Regions from separate parts of the Triticum aestivum genome. Here region 2 is linked to region 1. The links are chromatin contacts, called in public HiCAR-type maps. All regions are on one chromosome and are shown on one strand. The core of a region is the stretch at or near the end of the contact, and the rest is flanking DNA. Distances in the headings are between cores, read along the strand shown. Region 1 holds the start of LOC123132457 (homeobox protein knotted-1-like 2). Region 2 holds the start of LOC123132458.

What was found. HiCAR-type assays count read pairs that join an accessible place to other places.
Region 2: a contact with region 1 is called in a HiCAR-type map of leaf, with 4 times the contacts expected there. The contact joins the promoter of LOC123132458 here to the promoter of LOC123132457 in region 1. A contact is called at or near these places in 4 of 5 Hi-C or Micro-C datasets (leaf and an unstated tissue) and 1 of 1 datasets of contacts at active chromatin or transcription factors (leaf).

Annotation. Positions count from the first base shown.
Region 1 is chr6A:126,319,020-126,321,820 of IWGSC CS RefSeq v2.1, forward strand. LOC123132457 (homeobox protein knotted-1-like 2) reads right to left here and starts at 1,283. Exons shown (of 6, transcript XM_044552249.1): 1 at 820-1,283; 2 at 37-157. The coding sequence starts at 1,119.
Region 2 is chr6A:126,744,551-126,747,250 of IWGSC CS RefSeq v2.1, forward strand. It overlaps LOC123132458, which reads right to left and starts at 1,275. Exons shown (of 5, transcript XM_044552251.1): 1 at 693-1,275. The coding sequence starts at 1,073.

The sequences.
Region 1 (2,801 bases), core at 33-2,532:
CTCGAGCAATATACATAGATAAATGCTTTCATTTACCTGTTAGACTTTGTAAGGATTGTTCAAGCTCCCAACAACCCATCACTGCTTCCATTGCATGAACACGTACATGCTGCTGGAGTTGTTCTTTAAATGAACAGAGAAGCAATACATAATGTGTCTACAAGCCAATGAAGGATAATTAGAACCCATAAGAAGGATTGTACATAGAAAAAAACATTATGCTAGATGTAAGCAACATATTCATTTCTTAGAAGATATAAAAGTTTCAGAAAAGTAAAGGAAATTCTAGTCATGCGACATAAAAGCATTTTAGATGATCAGTAGCCGTAAGGGCACTACTAAAGAAGATCAAAGTAAAGACAGAAATGGGCAATTCATACAGGCGAGCAGGTACACTAGTATGACATTTCAGGTGTGCCAAATAAGCTGTTAATACCACAAAAAGGCCCACCAATGACCCATGGCGTATCTATACTACTTCAACAAGTATGGTGCCACTATATCGATGAACCTTAGCGTAGAATATATACTGTATCTGCTTTGGTTTCATTTCTCATTCATACAAACAAATTGATAAGGCTATTCCAGCATCGTTGTTACAATAACCAGCAGTCTCTAGTCAGATCGACCCTCCCAAGTTCACCATAAGGAGCACATCATAAATCCATCACTAGCCCTACTCAAAACCTATGCAAAACTTATCCCAATTTCTCCCTATTCCTAATTCCTATTGTTCACACGAAGCATATACAGAAGACATGTACGGCACCCAGCGGCAACGCGGGAAAAAACAGGCAGGGGCGCGAAAGCCATAGGTACCATGAAGAGGTCGAGCTCCTCGCCACCGGAGGGCCCGCCCGCGGCCGCGGCGGCGGCGGCGAGCGGGGGCGGGCGGGCCGCGATCTGCGCGTCGATGCGGGGGAGCTGGTCGACGGGGGTGGCGACGCGGAGGCAGGCGACGTGGGCCTCCAGGAGCCGCTCGTACAGCGGGTGGGCCGCGATGGCCGCCTTCTCCCTCTCCCCGCCGCCGCCGCCGGGTGAGAAGCTAGGGTTTGGCGACGAGGCGGCGGCCGCCGCCGCGTCCATCGCGAGCCCGTGGTCCGGGTAGTGGAACGACATCGAGCCCTCCGTCGCCGCGTCGTCGGGTGGCGAGGGGGAGGGGGGCAGGCGGAGGCGGGGGCGGGGGTGGGGGCGGAGGCGCTCGGGGGGGAGGGGATGCGCAACGACCTCGGCGGTTGTGGGTTTTGGTTGGTGGGGGTGGGAGGGACGGGCGGAGTGGATGACGGATGGCAGGGTGGGTTGGCGTCCTTGTCGCGGCTGACGACTGTCCGCGAGCGGGCGAGACGACGAGCTCGTCAAAGTATGTGAGGTGTGGACTGCAGAGACGTGAACCCTACGGCGTCGATACCGACGAGGAGATACAGCTGCTGGCCGGCGTGGAGACCAAATTACTATTAAAAAATTCCATGGAAAAAAATACCTTTACTAGATTGAAGTAAATTCAGACAAGCCAGGAGATCATTAATAAGCTACTCCCTCTATAAATTAATATAAAAACATCTAGATCACTAGTATTCTAAACATTCTTATATTAGTTTATGGAGGGAATAATTAATAAATGAGATATTGAATGTACAAAAATCCATGGAGAAAACACCTTTAGAAGTTTTGGAACTCGTATTGTATTTTCGGATCGATAAAAAACTAAAGTCAGATCTTAAGTATTTCGGTCGAGTGTTGTAATAATCGTTGGATTGTTTGCATGAATATTGACCAGGAAGAGTGGCCACGTCACATTTTGAGATAGTTCGGTGTCCTAATTTTTCAGAGCAAATGTTTTCGTTCCGGTCTCTCTCGCTCTTATCTAAAGTGTTCCACGCCTCAACCACCCACTGCATCCCACTCCAATCCTATCTTTTTTTTCTCTTAGGTATGTGCTCCCGTCCCTTCCTCTTCTCTCTCTTATGCGGAAGAGAGCAGGGGAGTTGCCGAGGTGTTCTGACCCGCATTTGACGAATCCCGTGTATTTTCAATGATTTTCCGATGAGGAGGATGGGGAAGAGAGGAGGCAGTGTTGATGGCCAAGGTGATCCGGCGTCATGTCTGATGTTAGCGACAACTAGGGAGAAGGATGATGGCGGAGGTTGCCATGAAGACGAGGACGTCAACGAGTTGTGGTGGAGGCTGCGTTTTGATGACCCACAAGTATAGGGGGTCAATCGTAGTCCTTTCAAAAAGTAAGAGTGTCGAACCCAACGAGAAGTAGAAGAAAATGATAAGCGGTTTGCAGCAAAGTATTTTCTGCAAGCACTGGAATTATCAGTAACAGATAGTTTGGTGGCAAAGTAATTCGTAACGACTAACAAATAACAAGTGTAACAAAGGTGTAATAAGGTGGCCCAATCCTTTTTATAGCAAAGGACAAGTCTGGACAAACTCTTATATGAACTAAAGCGCTCCTGTTAGGACCGAGAGTATATAGCCCAGTGGGGGGTGAATGGGAGATTCAAAAATTCTTGTGAATGTTTTGAACGGATCCCAAACACAGCAGCGGAAATGAGATTTGGTAGATAAGAACTTGATCAAGAACGTTATTAAGGAACGACATGGGAACAGAAACAGTAGCATGAGAGAAAATATGATATGAACTGCGGGGGAAAAACACGATAAAGAACAATGACGAGGTGAAAGAGAATAACACAGGGAAAACACTCCATACTTAATAAGATAAGTGCAAGGAGAAGTTCGTACGACTGGAACCACTAACATGAATGATGAGAATGCAACATGATGAACAACGA
Region 2 (2,700 bases), core at 25-2,524, 430 kb after region 1:
GGAAATGACCGCGCTGCCCCTCGCTTTAATGCCCCCGCGCTGTGGGGAGCCGAGGGGTAGCTCCGGGATACGGACGGGCATGGTCGCTTGGAGATATGCTGCCGAATTGAAGCCCCGGGGGCTCACCCACCGGCTGCGCCGCGAGTTCCCGAACTGCCCCCCCTTCGCCGGTACTAGGAGTCAACCACTGCGTGCATCACTCCAGCATAAGCAAATCCGCACGCACTTATGGAATAAGATGCTGAATTTCGGCTCTTCTTTTATGGCTTTTTTTTGGCTGGAGCTGGCAATGGTTTTGCAACTGAAATAGTAATTCGGGAGGAAGAACCAATGCGGATCCCCGGAGCGGAACATGGCCAAGCGAGAGGGGATTGAAATGGTATGAAATGAGGAGAAAATGAGATGGAGAAGGTGGAAAAGGCGGTGTTCAAATCGCGAAGGGAAGAAGGGATCTTTGCTGGTTGCTGATGCGGTTGCGGCTGCGGCTGACCAGTAGGGGCAGTTTCGTCACGCGGCAGGGGAAAAAATCGAAAAGGGCAAAAAGAAACCAAAGAAAGGAAAGCGCAGAGATAGGAGAGAGAGACGCTGGTGGTGGGGGAGGGAGAAGAACCCAAAACGAAGCGGGGGGCGGCGGCAGGGACGTGGGAGACGTGGGGGTGGATGGGTGGATGGATGGATATGAGCGCACGCACCTTCGTCGTCGTCTTCGTCGTCGCCGTCGCCGGCGCGGTGGCCGCGCGGCGGTGCCACGGCGAGCAGAAGGCGCCGTCCTCGCCGCCGCTGGTGGACGCGCCGGAGCGGAGGGAGGCGGAGCCGGCGCTGTAGTCGAGCGGCGAGGCCGGGCTGGACCGGGCGCACCTCGCCGCCTTACCCCCCGCCGCAGCCGTCGCCGACGACGACGCCGGGGAGCGGCGCCGCGAGCGCTTCCCCCGCGCCACGGCCGGCCAGGACAGCTCCCTCGCCTCCTCCATCGGCCTCCCGCGCTTGCTCCACGGCGGCGTCCACCCGGCCAGGTCGGCCCCGCGCAGCGAGCAGATGATGTCGGCGGCGACCGCGTCGTCGGCGGTGGCCATGTCGCGCGTTCGTCGCGGCTCGGGAAGGAAGAAAACCACGCCGGCCGGACGGACGGAGACGGAGACACCCCGATGCGCCGGTGGAGTGGATGGAGAGGGTGGAGGTGGAGATGTGGGTGGGAGCAGGGCAGGGCAGGGAAAGGAATGGGAAATATGGGGGGCGTGGAGGCGGAGACGAACCAAGGCCACGGCGTGGTGGCCGGGCCTTTTAAATGCCCGAATAAAACCGCGGACTAAAATAATCCCCACCCCCGCCCCGCACACACGACACACACGCACCCCGCCTGCCCCCGCCCCGCACCGCCACATCGCACCACCTAACTTCACCCCCCCACCGACCGCCGGGCCCCACCGTCACGGCGCCCCACGCGTCAGCGGGCAACCGCGGGGAGCGGGGCGAGGTGGCCGCCGCCCGACCAAGGACAGGATGGGAGCCGAAGCCGAGCCTTTCTTCCGTCCGCGCACAGTGGCCCCCGCGGAAATGACGGGCTCGCCCCCGGTGGGCCCGCGCGTCAGTGACCGAGGCACGCCGGGGTGGAAATGGAAGGAGCGCCAGGCGTAGGACGCAAGCCAGGAGGGAGAGGGGAGCGGAATGGGAGTTTGAGCTGCGGGCGGGGGCGGCGTGTCAGTGACCCGCTCCGGGTTCCGTGTGGCGAGGAGAAGGAGATGGATGGAAAGCGCCTGAGCCTCGGAGAGGAAATTCCTTTTTTTTTCTGAAGAAAGAATGGGGAGCTTGCTTCTGGAGCTGCCCCTCCTCTCTCTCTCTCTCTCTCGTTCTGCTGGCTGGCTGGCTGCTGACTGTGAAGTTACTGCGCACATTCCCACGCACGCAAGCAGGCGGGCAGGCAACAGTACCGGTGGAAGCCTCTTCTCTGCCTTCCTCTCGCTGGCACCAGGGGCCCACTTGGCAGCGCCAGCGCACCGATTCTCATTTTAAATTCCAGGTTTCTCCCTCCAGGCAGGTTGGATTTCCCCCTTGATTCGGTAAAATAGATTGTGTTCGGAGTACGACAAATTATTCGATACCGTAACCCAACCCGTACTAAAATCTTAAAAAAAAAACTTGTAAAATTACGGCTCTGTGTTGCCCCTGCGCCTGGAGTATCCTTGCAAACGAAGCATCGATCGGCACTTGCTCGGCTGCAGGGAGATAGTAGCTCTAGTTCCTGCGCAAGCAAAAGCTAGCTGGCGACTCCAGTCCTGGTCTACCAGGCTACGACGAAGAATCTCAAACCAGTCCAATGTTTGGATATATATAAATAAGTAAATAAAATTGAGCTAAAGCGGGTCGCACTCGCGCTGCTCTTTTCCGTTTTTACCCTCCGCAGCTGGCGTTCTAGGACTCAACGAAACTGCCCTGCCCGGTCAGGTCTCCACCGCGTGAAAGGACTTCCGAAAAACTCGATCGCCGTCGCTGCTTCCTCTGACCCCTTCTTCCCGGCCTCGAAGTGGAAGCGCCGCCGCTGGCCACAGATGGGCACGCACGCAGCATCCAGCTCCAGCCGCTCGGTAGGTCCGCCCATGTCTTCATATAGATGTACTAATATGCTCGCTGCGCTTTTATTTATCCGGTGAACCAACAAAACAGCCAAGCTAGGAGGAGATGTTCATGCTTTCACCCCTTTAC